Linked DNA regions of Mus musculus: region 2 is linked to region 1. The links are chromatin contacts, called in public Micro-C maps. All regions are on one chromosome and are shown on one strand. The core of a region is the stretch at or near the end of the contact, and the rest is flanking DNA. Distances in the headings are between cores, read along the strand shown.

Region 1 (6,427 bases), core at 441-2,940:
GACAGCTGCTTTATGATGGTGTAGGAACTCTGCACTCTGAAGGAATTACACTTTCAGTTCTGGATGTTCATCTTCTCTCACTCTATCAATATCCACTGGTTCTGCCTTGTAACCCTGAGCAGTAGAACACGCTGTAGCCAGTCGCCCACACTGTCAGGAGGGCAACAACCAATACACAACAGTAACCGGATTGCAAAGCTAACATTCCTGGCATGTTCGGTGTGTTAAACGCATTTTCTGGGGCTGAAGAGATTAAGAGCTCAGCAATAAAGAACAATGGCTGTGCTTCCAGGGAACCTGGGTTCAATTCTCAGCACCCATGTGGCAGCTCACAACCACCTAGAACCCCGGACTTTTTTCTTCTTGCCTCTCCCAGCAATACATGCATGTAGTACACTTACGCACGCACAAGTAAAACATTTAATGTGCATGAAATAAAAATAGAAAAATCTTTTTAAAATGTACTTTCAACTGAGTGACTAGAGTCAGCCAGATCTTGCTAGGCAGACAAAGGGGAAGAGGGGCCATGACTAGGAAACAAAGATAGCAAACATGCAGCTCCGTCCTCCCTCATATTTCTGACCACACACAAAGGTCTTCAGGCTTTCCCTCCAGCCACTAGAGCCTGTGGAGCAGTTTGACAAGGTCCTACAGGTCCAAGGCCAGATCAGGACATGTTTACCCCCAAATTGTGGATCTATCAGCCTCTCTTCGTTCAAATGGGAAAACCCTAAACTCAGGGAGGAAGCGCCTTTGAAGACCCCTCAAAGACTGGGAAATCCCAGCTGCTGAGGAAAGGCCAGGCTTTGGCTTCCCAGTCTCTGTCCTGCAGGGACTTTCTCTGCATGTGCCTTGTTCTGGGCTCCCTCGCCCATAGCAAAAGCCTTTCTTTTAACCAGCTCACTCTGTGGTCTGTCTTGACATCTTTCCCTGCTGCTACTTGTTGCACTTGATATTTGAAGTGGTGTTTGTTTGTTTGTTTGTTTGTTTGTTTTTCTTGACTTTTAATTCTTTAACTGACAGAGGGAAAGGGGAAAAAACCCTACCAAGAGCCCTAAATGGTAAGAAAGTGATGACGGTGATGTTGGAACATGACTCAATGGCAAGCAAGACGGATCTGCGGTGGGAATTTATAAATAGTACTGCACAGTGCCCCTAAGCTGCTTGTTTCAAGACCTTTATCAATATAGAAGAAGCACAAGGGGGAAGCAAGCACAAAGTCAGTAAGATCTTACTAATGCTTCTCTCACGTACAAACTATGACGTGGCCTGAACACCTGACAGTGTATACTCTTACAGTCAGTCGGCATCACAGAGCCTAGGTATAGAAGAGTTAAGTACTCAATTTGGTAGGTATATCTTCTACATTCAGAACAAATGCACAAAGCAAGGAGACTGCAGTAGTAGCACCTGAGTCATCTTTAGCATGTAGAGCTTCCTGCGGAGAGGGGTCACGGGCAATGAGACTTCATCTCAGGCACTCTTGCCAGAAGCAAGAGTTTCATCCTAGCCTGACCTAGAAAAATCTGATGGAAGACAACAGGCGGCCTGAGCCGGAGAGCTCTGATCTGCTGTCAACCAGCTGCAGCAGGGAAACTGCCAAAACGCTGCAGTTACTGGGCAGCGCCCTGCAGAGTCTGGGAGGGGATTACCAGCCTGATCCTTGGTCCTCAGAGCCAGAAATGACTCAGACTTCACAAACAGCAAAGGCCTGCCAGGGAGAGTGACAGGCTAGGAAGGACTTCTCTCTGTCGCTGGTATCTCTTCCCCCTACTTGCTGCGGTGGCAGATTCTGGACAGTGTACAGCCTGTGAGGTAATCTGAATTCCTTGGCAATCACCAAGTACCTGAATTCTTTCAAAACCACAGGAATCTAGCACAGAAAAGGTAAATACCCCATGGAGTCAGTGTTAATTAGCAAGCAAAGCTACTGAGCAAGGGCCCAGAGTTAGGGGAGGGAAGAAAGGAATTACAAATGATCTGGGGTCTTTTCTGCCTTTCCACTGGGTAATACGGCTGGGAAGGGCTTTGCTAGAAGAGGCCTTTTCAAAGTCTTTTCCCACTTCTCTGACCTGGGTGCAGCCCTCAGAACCCCCCTGGGACACTTTCATGAGCTGAGGCTACCTTTCGTTGAGTCACTGACAACTCACGTGGTTTCCAACTCAATATCTTTTTAAAATAAATTCTTGTTTCAGTGCAAATTTGGCTATTAACTTTGTCTCAAAAGGGACTTTCTCAGCTCACTTACATCCAGATTGGATCCTCCAACAGTTGTATAATCCAGAACAAAGTCTCTTTGGATTCTATTTTTTGACACAAAAAATGGACCACCATCATTTTGGTGAGAACAATACCCTATCTCTGGAAACCCAATGTCTCCTTCCTAGAAGCAAAACAGCAACCTGCATGGAGACTGTACAGCAGCAACCTGCATGGGGACTGTACAGTAGCAACCTGCATGGGGACTGTACAGCAGCAACCTGCATGGGGACTGTACAGCAGCAACCTGCATGGGGACTGTACAGCAGCAACCTGCATGGGGACTGTACAGTAGCAACCTGCATGGGGACTGTACAGTAGCAACCTGCATGGGGACTGTACAGCAGCAACCTGCATGGGGACTGACTGTACAGCATCAACCTGCATGGGGACTGTACAGCAGCAACCTGCATGGGGACTGTACAGCAGCAACCTGCATGGGGACTGTACAGCAGCAACCTGCATGGGGACTGTACAGCAGCAACCTGCATGGGGACTGTACAGCAGCAACCTGCATGGGGACTGTACAGCAGCAACCTGCATGGGGACTGTACAGTAGCAACCTGCATGGGGACTGTACAGCAGCAACCTGCATGGGGACTGTACAGCAGCAACCTGCATGGGGACTGTACAGCAGCAACCTGCATGGGGACTGTACAGTAGCAACCTGCATGGGGACTGTACAGTAGCAACCTGCATGGGGACTGTACAGCAGCAACCTGCATGGGGACTGACTGTACAGCATCAACCTGCATGGGGACTGTACAGCAGCAACCTGCATGGGGACTGTACAGCAGCAACCTGCATGGGGACTGTACAGCAGCAACCTGCATGGGGACTGTACAGCAGCAACCTGCATGGGGACTGTACAGCAGCAACCTGCATGGGGACTGTACAGCAGCAACCTGCATGGGGACTGTACAGTAGCAACCTGCATGGGGACTGTACAGCAGCAACCTGCATGGGGACTGTACAGCAGCAACCTGCATGGGGACTGTACAGCAGCAACCTGCATGGGGACTGTACAGTAGCAACCTGCATGGGGACTGTACAGTAGCAACCTGCATGGGGACTGTACAGCAGCAACCTGCATGGGGACTGACTGTACAGCATCAACCTGCATGGGGACTGTACAGCAGCAACCTGCATGGGGACTGACTGTACAGCAGCAACCTGCATGGGGACTCTACAGCAGCAACCTGCATGGGGACTGACTGTACAGCATCAACCTGCATGGGGACTGTACAGCAGCAACCTGCATGGGGACTTACTGTACAGCATCAACCTGCATGGGGACTCTACAGCAGCAACCTGCACAAGAAACCCACGGTAGCATACAGAGCAGAAGCACTACTACCAGGACCATGAGACAGCTGACTCAAGAGCCACATAGGCAATTTCATTTTGGTATCTCTTCAATAATTTACTCACATATAAGAAACAGTGAGGCTGGACAGTGGTGGTGCATGGCTTTAATCCTAGCACTTGGGTGGCAGAGGCAGGAGGATTTCTGAGTTCGAGGCCAGCCTGGTCTACAGAGTGAGATTCAGGATAGCCAGGGCTATACAGAGAAACCCTGTCTCAAAAAAAGAAAGAAAAAAAGAAAAAAAGAAAGAAAGAAAGAAACAGTGAGAAGAGGCTGGAAAGATGAGCCAGGGGTTAACAGCACTTGTTAAGGATGTGGGTTCTATTCCTAGCACCCACATGACAGACAGTTCAGGCCATTTCTAGAGTTCAAGAGGACCTGAAGCCCTCCTCTGGCCTCTGCATGTACTGCACACATTTAGTATACCTACATATATATATGCAGGCAAACACTTCTACACATAAAATAAACAGTGAGTGGTCTGCTTTTTGTGTGAGTAAAACAAAGACAAATGAAAGCATTAACTTATAATGAAACTAAGGTCTTTTTCTGGAAAAAGTTTAAAGGGGAAAGGAATTTACACAAAATAACCTCTATTTCACAATGCAGTGAACTTTATAACATGAACTTTCAATCTCCTAGCATTCATTTGAAGCTCCCAACAGAAATGACAGGGTATAAAAGTCTAAAGAAGGAAACTAATTATTTCTGCCTCTAGGTCTGTCTCTTTAGTAAAGATTATGGTTTTCCTTCTAGTCTCAAAGTAAAGCAACCTGGTGATCTCATCCCAAGCTGATTACCTTCAGTTATGGCTACACAAAACACACGTGACCCAAGATTAGCAGAAGCTGCAGGTGCAGAGGAGCTGCAGACGGATGCTGGATGTAATGACACAGCTGAGCGCACTCTGAGGGCTGAAAGGCAAGTGAATGCCAAGATAAACAGTGGCTATTTAGGCACACTGAAGAATCTACAGAGAACAGTGTACCTTGTATATCTGGAGCAAACAGCTCAAGATAATGCCATGTATATACCATCGAGAAGGATTTCACATCCACCTAGGTAAACCCACCAAAGAACTGAAAATGTTTTTCCTTTTTTGGATCAATGTGGACCGAGTACTTAAAAAGCGATTTTCCTAACAGTAAGGAAGAGTGTCCACTGACCATATAAATGTGTGTCTGCACACGCATGTATATGCTACTTCCTGCTGGAAGCAATACAACTGTCACTAAATTAGTAGCTTCTGACATCTAATGCAACAGGTAGCCAGAATACTTGTTTATCTGTAGCAAACTGTAATGAATGCTAGTATTGCTCTCACTCTATGAGCATATGAACCATAAAGATAAAAACACTATATAAAATTTTACTCAAGAGTGGGGGCTACTAATATTGCAGGTGAAACATCTTTAGAATATATTGGCATGACACACTTGAGAAACAGTGTCATAAATAACCTTCTCTCTTCCAGAAAACCAAGCAGGACCAAGGCGAGAAACTGAGGTGGAGGAAGGCTAGAGGAGCTCGGAAGTCTCTAAGTATAAACCACAGTCCCCAGCACCCGAGGCCCCAGGAGAAGTCCAAGGACTTTACCTTCCCTCTCTTCCAGATAATATGGAAAGGAGGCTTTTTTAAAAATCCATGTCTGTCTCCTTTCTATGTATACTTCCAAGTACAGAAGCTCATATCCAGAAATGCTGTAGAAAATGCCTTCCCTATGACAGTGCAATTGGAGCAAATAGTTCATGTGAGATGCTGGTCCAGGCCCTCATTCAACAACTGGGAAATGTTTTATTTTCCTCCTTCTTGAGTTTTCAAGAGACAAGAGGCCAGGACTATGGAGTTTCAGTAGCCCCCAGTGTTCTCAGGGCTCCAACTCATAAATCTTAGTTAAGAATATGACAGAACTTATAAAAGCTGTCATTGCCACCTAGAGGTGAAGGGAAGACATGGCTAAGCCAGCTAGCAGCTTAGGTTAGTCCTCACTTGACTCCAAAACAAATTAGAAGTAGAAAACTCAGCTGTCACAGTTCAGTATGGCCTGTCAAATCCGCTCTCCATAAACAGGGACTGGAGAGACTCTGGGAGGACAGGGAATCATGTTTTCTTCGTCACATAAACACAAATGGCCAGCCTTTATTTTATTCACGTAGTCTCCATTTTCAAAATCAATTTTCTAAAATCAGAAAAATGCACAGACTGTGACCTTCAGCTTATTATGTCTGCGCACAGATGCAAAGAACCCTCTTAGACGGCTATAAACTATCCTATCAAAGCCATGAACAGGAGAACTTCAGAGCAAACTAGCCCATTAAAAAAAAAAAAAAGTAAGTGAAAGGCACACAAGAAAGTCACATACTTTTTAAAATAGCTTAGTGGATTTATGGAAACTGTTACCTGTAAGTCTTTGTGGGTATGGGAGACAAAATTTCAAGTTATTATAATTTAATTCTGTTGTCAGGCAGTACCTTAAAACCTACTAAGCATCACACACACACACAAATTATATTCATAATCACATCAAAGTATATGACTGTATATCTGTATGTATATTAAGGGGTGAAAGCCATGAATATCGTGAATGGGGGAAAACATGACCATTCAATGAGCTCCAATTCCTACCCACTACCCCATTAGGGGAACTCAGAAACCACTACCCCCTCAAATATGCAAACCTATTTCTTCTGCTGCAGAAAAGGCTGCAAGTTTTGCAATTGCAAGGATTAACATAAGGACATGGTGTATGACAAGTAAATAAATGTGACTTATTTCCCTTCCAGATCTACTCTGAAAAACATT
Region 2 (6,669 bases), core at 1,685-4,184, 87 kb before region 1:
CCAAGGCTCCTTAGACTGCACTGGAGCCTGGCAACAGGCTTTCTGTTTCAATAGAAGCATGGAGAGCTGTTGTAGACAATTATGTCAAGGTGGAAAGCTCAGGGAACTACACGGAGACTGCATCCTGGCTGCAGAGGCACCAGGTCACTGCAGGGCTCAGTGTCTGGCTGGGAGAAGGGCAAAGGAAATTAGGTCTTGGCTCTGACCTTGACATATCCTATCATCTTTCCTCTTATTTCTAACAGGTGCTACCAAGAGAAACGTCTTTAGCCAGCCGGAACTTTTAGTAAAGTCACCCCTACCAAATATTCGAAGTGCTACAAATTCTGTCTCAACCGTGTACTCTGACATCTTGTTTCTAGTAAGAAAGTACCTGTTGCTGTCATCCACATAGACCAGCACAGACTGTGGCACAAATGTGTTCCACAGGACTGCTGGCTCTGCTGTGGTGTGAAAATAGAATATATGCAAACATTTGCAAGGTGAATAAAGCTGTTAAGTATAAACAGCTTCCTTTGTATGACTTGTCTCAGGAATGTGGCTACTCTGTAGATTGTACTAAAGACAACAGACTTTTCCTGTGGGGAGGACTCTGTGGAAAGCGCCCAGTCTTAAAAGTGCTGCAGCCTTGTTTGTCCCCAACTCTTCTGAGTTGGTTCTTCTGATCCCAACCACAATGACTATGGGAATAAGAGACACCACTCCAGGGCATGACATAATGTGCTTATTAGGTTTATGTCACTTCCGGGGCATGGTTTCTGGTTCCAAAATTAGCTCCTTAAACACTAATTCTGACACCAACAGCAACTTCAACAGTTAGGTAGTTTCTCCCTCCCCATGTCTTTCACCTGCCTTTTCAAGCTTCAAGCTTCCAGCAAGTACACAGAAGAGAAGGCAGCTGGGACCACTGGCGTGGGGGTGCTGGGAGCTGTGCTCACACACTGGGCCACCTGATAGCTTCATTTCAAGGGAAGAGGATCCCTGAGGTCAGAAGGCTTCACTCACTCTGATAATCACACCTCCATTGCCCATCTGCCTGAGGGGCTGCCGCTGCGGACTCTACACTCATACAGACAACAGCCCTTCCAACAGGGCTAAGAAAGGGATCATCCATACAATTTGTCATGGTCCCAGTGGATAGGTGTGGTGGCACATGCTTTGAATCCCACCACCCAGGGGGCAGAGGCAGGCGGAGCTGAGTTCCAGGCCAGTCTAAGACAAGACTACTTCAAGTTGGATGGTTGGGAGGTAGGGTTGAATTGGGGGTTGGGGCTGGGGATAAATATGAAAAAACCCAATAAAATGGGAGTAAACACCAAACAAAGTAACAAAACCACTCCAACTATTATTGTGTGTGTCTGTGTGTACACACCATGGCAGTCATGCTGAGCTCTGGGGACAGCAGTCAGGAATGGCTTCCTTCCCTCCCTCCCTCCCACAGTGGCCTGTGGCCTGAGGTCAGGTGCTTAGGCTGTGAGGCAAGCACAGGCCCCAAGCATTTTGGTCAGGTTGAGGCTTTAGTACAAGACCCTTCATTGCCTTTTAGGACACTGCCATACTTGAAAACTGAGAACCAGGGATTTTGTATTTGGGAACCTATTTTGTATTCCCCTACACCCCTCCCCGCTTCATAGACCAAGCCTTGATTTTTATTTCTTAAAAACGCTACATATTTATTTTGTTTCCTGACTCTGTGCTGTGCCTTCAACTCTTTCACAATGATTTTCTGCTCCTCGATAGGAAAGCCTGCTGGATCCCGTCACGGAAGCACCACAGGCCCTGCTGACGCACTTCTTCGTCTTAGACAATCTCCTAAGGACTTTGGGTCTCACAGCCCGAGCCCCTCTCAAGTCAGCCTGGGCACACCGCATGCGGATGTAGGTCCTTTCCCAACCGTCTGGTGTAAAAAAGAATCCTGTTGCCAGGGTTTGAAGACAGACTAGTTTTGTTAGAAACTGTACTGCAGGAAAGCCTATGTCAAACACTGGACATAAAGGCACTCACTCTGAGCGCCTCTCCAAGCACTGCCTCCGGAACACGGAAAAAAAACCCACGTTTGTTGTTGTTGTTGTTTTTTAAAAATTTTCCCCATACAGGGATTGTTAAACTATAGAAAGAGACCACTATTCAACACAGTGCTTTCTTTCTCAATTGAGAACTTGCTTTATGTCTAGAATCATTTGGCTTTTATCCCCTGCAACTTTTTTCAAGTACACAAAAGAAATAAATACCTTCCCACTTCTCAAATCAATGTATTGGAGGAAACTGTAGGCAATTATGTATACTGGCTTTTGAAAACATAAGAAACAAATACCCCTCCAAAGCAGAGACCAAAGTACCCAAAGCACAGTGCCTTATGGGTGTAAAAAAAGAGCTGGAGGCAAGCAAGCATGAAGGTAAAACTCAGCCACAAGTGAGGAGAGACACAGCGATTCTTCCAACTACCAGGAATTTCCTTCTCATGAAAACAACCTTACAAATTAAACTAGGCCTTGTGCTCAGTGCTAGAATCTGTGGACAGGCAGAGAAAAGGCAGCTGGCTTGCTAGACTCCACTCAGAACTCTCTGCGGCAGCATCACTCAGGATACGGCATAGGCAGGTCACTCCTGTGTACCCCAAATGCTAGCCCCGGGCCTTCACTCACTCACCTGCTTCCAGGGGGGCTGGAGTGGGTCTCAGAAGCGTGGAGGTCTGGCTGTATAGACCACGTTGGGCCACTAGGACTGATGACAGGCCGAAGGGTAGGGGGGGTGGATGCACTGCTTCTGTTTATGACACTGCTGGCCAAATTCAGGTTTGTCACCTAGAAATGAGGGGAGGGAAAGAACTTGATTTCACAAAGCTTTAGAAAAGTATCATGAGAAGCATGTGGGAGCAATCACAGTCTGCGATGCTGACTCATCGGGCTGAGAGCAGAGCTGTGACAACGGCACAGAGCACAGACTGTCTTCTGTGTGCAGAAAGCAGAGGTGGGGAACGCGCACTGTCTGAGAGGTAGATGGAGCCTAACTCCCTCCCCTACTCTCAGGATGGTAATGGGCTGATCCAGGCAATGTTCAAACCACACAGCCTTCTTCCTCATCTGGAGGTTCTAAGTGCTCAACAAGCTTTAGTTGTAGATAATGATAGCAATAAAAATGATACAAAGAACTCAGTCACTTAGAAAGAAAAACCTGGACAGTCCACTAACATGGACAGTAACATTCATAAATAATTTACACAAGGATGGAATGTGAACAGTCAATTGAACATTTAAAGCTAGTTGTTTCCATCTGTAAATGAGAATTATTTCTTTAAACATGTAACTGTAAAAGGGATTGTGAGACCAACCCACCACATTGCTATATAGTTAAATGTGTCCAACAGTAGCAAAAGGAAGCTTACAGGGGCTCAGGTTACTGCTCTGACTGTGAGGTGGGAGGATATTTCCGGAAATCAGTTTGGGGAAGTTACTCAGCACACTACCTGTAACACCACACACTCACTCTGATGTATGTACTTCTGCAGGTGACAATTTCACCAACGACCATTACAACAGCAGCTCCTATTTGCTAGAATCCAGGGAGGGGCACACATCTCATGCAAATTCAGAGTCTGTAATCAGTACAGGGATGACCCCAGTCCTCAGTTTGCACAGCAGGAAAGGGCCTCGACTTAAGCAGGGAAGCAGAACTAGGGCTAAAGCGACTGCAACGCCGAGGTCCAGCTCATACCACACACTATAGAAAAAATGTACTTAAAAGCAAGCATTGTTTTTAACAGTGAAATAGGAGAAGGTAAAAACGGCTAACAAGATGGTTACATTTTGCTCTATCCACATAAGAGAATATTGTTTATTCATTAACTAGGAACATGATGCTAACTTGGGGGTGGGGGGCTCTAATAAAAATCACAATGTAAATCTTAAACATAAAGTAGACACGTGGATAGACTTCTCAAAAGCTGTAAAGGAAAAAATCCAGAATGTATAACATAGCATCTACTGTGATGTTATTTTTCCTTATGCTTCTGAGTATTCTCCATATTGCTCTACGACTTAAGGAGCCAGACGTTTTGCCAAGGGTGTCAGGATCACTGCAAAGGGGAGCTGCTCAGTGTAAGCGCCGCCTGGCAGTGACCGCAGGCAGCTGCAGGGAGAGGAAGGGATACGGGGAGTCCTGCAGAGCAGAAGACCCGGTGCTGAGTGCAGGGCTTCTGTGTGCAAGTTGCCAGAATAGTGTCTGAAATACATCATCAGGCAAGAGAAGCTACTGAAGGGACACTCTTTCTCCTACAAAACACCCTAAGGCACCTAAATAACTTTAATATTTACATAAGAAAGAATTCTAAATCTTCAAATGATCTGAAATCATGAAAAAAGAAGTCCTTCGTAGCAACAGTGTAGTGTTTCCTCCCCAGTCAGAGTCCGTAAGTGAAAACAGCGCAAGTCAGTATCTTCTCACCAATGACTCAAAATACGCGTCTTGTCAGAAAGCTGTTTTGCACAGGTTGGAGCGGTCTCTGATGACCGTGAGGCTGGTGCGTGCGGCACTGTGCTTCTGTTCTCCGGGGTGGGCCAGGCTTCAGAAGAGGCGTCGAGAGCCAACCATGACTTTTGACTCCTGCTCTGCATCCGCAGGCACCAGGGACAGAGGGAAGGTGTGAACTGATGCACAAAGAAGAAAATGCTGAAAAGGAGGGCTGCACCTCTTCTCTGGACGTCAGTCTCCTTGAAGCACTCCTTCCTACTTCTCCCTATAGCCTACAGGTAGCAAGGGCCAGATTCTGAGATAGTGCCACTGGCTCCAGCAGGACTGAAGGATCTATTTCTAACCCACACAGACCACTCCTGTCCGCTCTGTAGGCTGTAGAAATACCACAATGCGAGAAAGGTCATATGTGAGAGCTGAACTGAAAAGCTGACTCAGAGGTGAAGAGTGTTCACTGCTCCTCTAGAGGACCAGGGTTCAGTGCTTAACACCCATGGTCTGATGGATGGCAGAAAATACCTGTAACTCCAACTCCAGGGAGTCCAGTGCCCTCTGCTGGTCTCTGCAGCTACACAGCCACAGACATACACATTAAAAAAAAACAAAGTACCAAATCATAACAAAGGGGGTTTAATAGTTTATAGTAGCTAAACAATGGATTAAAAAAACGCACAGTTTGCCATGTTTAGCACAAAGGGCAGAATCTGGACAATAGAGTGTGCAGAGGGGAGGAGAGGGTGGATTGGACAGGTTTGATAATCCATTTGTCGGCGCTGCAGTCCCCGATTCAAACGCCAGTGTTTATCCCCTCACAGCAAACACCCGCCTCCTGTACTCTCTGTGCCCTGCACTGCCACCCCTTGCATCATCTCATCCAATCCTGGGTAACATTCTTATGCCTATCTTAGCAAAGGAGACCAAAGTCTTAGGGCACTAAGCAGGTACACAAACACCACAAATCTAAGTGGTGTCAAGGCCAAGGTGTGAAGTGTTGGGCTCCAGGTGTGTGTGGCATATTCTTCCTTAGACAGCATTGCTTAGCATCTGAGTGGCGCCAGGCACTTGGGATGTGACAATTCACTTACACTTTACCCATTACTCATAGAGGAAAACTCAGGCGCAGAGTCTACTATGATGCTTTACCCAAAGCCATCAACAGTTGTAGAACTTGTGCTGTAGTGTCAAAATCCATTTTCTAACCTGGATGTAGGAAAACAATCCTGTTTACTCTGAACTATTAGAAAACACTTTAAAACATCATTATTCAGAAGCAACAACAGCTCTTCCGTCTTTCCTTTAGACATAATTTCCCACATTTACTCTCCCTCAGAGGACATTAAAGAGGGAGGGACAAGACCAAGCTCAGTCAGGCTTATTTTGTCCCAGGCAGAGTAAAAGGTGGAGGAGAATACAAGCAACTAGGAACAGCTGCTGGCTCTTGATTCAGTCCACAGCCATTCCTTATTTTCTGGAAGAACCAAGAAGGGGCAGCCTCTGTGACTTCTTTATACACAGAAGGGGAGCACTGTTGACTTATTTAGAGTCTCAGAGCAGAGATGAGAGTACTCTCAGCCTTAGGACTGCTCCTTACCCTTTCCTCAAACAAACCCCATTACCACCAAATGCTAACAAGTCAGTCCTTACTTTCAGAATAGTCTCAGCCTTGTCTTGTCTAGAAGTCACGGACCACGTCCACAACAGCTCCTGCTCCCTCCCCTTGCCTCTGAGATCTGTCTGGTGTTGACTTACATTGCCAGTCAATGAACTGATCTTTGTTTTTAAACCATTCTTTAGGTACACCCACATCATTTGCATCTTAATCACACTGTAATGAAATGATGTAATGCAGTTATAAACGAGACAAAGGGAACATTTCCAGGTCATTCTTGTTTTCTAGCTCTGCACTCCTGAACATGGTCTAGCAGAATGCCTCCCGATAATGTCATCAGGACACTGATGACCTGATAACCTGCACTGTCCACTGGGGCAGCCACTAGGCACACATGACTATTATATATCTGAAACGTGGCTGAGAAACTAGATTCTAAACTTTTAATTTTAAAATACAACTAGCTAGTGGCTAATTTGCTGGCCAGCACTTCTCTTCAGTCTTGACTATCTCTATAGACAAATATGTATAATGGATAAATTACGACGCACAAACTATCCCTGGTTCTCTTCTAGTCTCTTGGTCTTTTC

What was found. A called contact is a pair of places that touch in the nucleus more often than the background predicts.
Region 2: a Micro-C map of the HL-1 cell line shows a contact between it and region 1, with 3 times the contacts expected there. The contact joins two enhancer-like sites. A contact is called at or near these places in 1 of 15 datasets of contacts at CTCF or cohesin (the NIH/3T3 cell line), 21 of 484 Hi-C or Micro-C datasets (B cells, the C2C12 cell line, the HL-1 cell line and 12 more), 2 of 115 datasets of contacts at active chromatin or transcription factors (embryonic stem cells and pro-B cells) and 1 of 9 other capture datasets (adipose tissue).

What each region holds. Positions count from the first base shown.
Region 1 is chr12:85,864,899-85,871,325 of GRCm38.p6, reverse strand. All of the region lies in intron 9 of Ttll5 (tubulin tyrosine ligase-like family, member 5), which reads right to left. It overlaps Gm51990 (a long non-coding RNA gene), which reads left to right. Exons shown (of 2, transcript XR_003950216.1): 1 at 1-1,887; 2 at 4,382-6,427. Among named protein-coding and RNA genes, the nearest start is that of Gm51990, 5.9 kb to the left of the region's middle. Within about 2 kb of position 1,690, at least 130 of the 459 cell types and tissues checked have an H3K27ac peak or open chromatin away from gene starts, as enhancers often do. A contact at or near this core is called in the HL-1 cell line, the NIH/3T3 cell line and embryonic fibroblasts, where this site is marked.
Region 2 is chr12:85,952,701-85,959,369 of GRCm38.p6, reverse strand. Ttll5 (tubulin tyrosine ligase-like family, member 5) reads right to left here. Exons shown (of 34, transcript NM_001081423.3): 29 at 2,650-2,804. Among named protein-coding and RNA genes, the nearest start is that of Gm51989, 41 kb to the left of the region's middle. Within about 2 kb of position 2,934, at least 83 of the 459 cell types and tissues checked have an H3K27ac peak or open chromatin away from gene starts, as enhancers often do. A contact at or near this core is called in the HL-1 cell line, the NIH/3T3 cell line and embryonic fibroblasts, where this site is marked.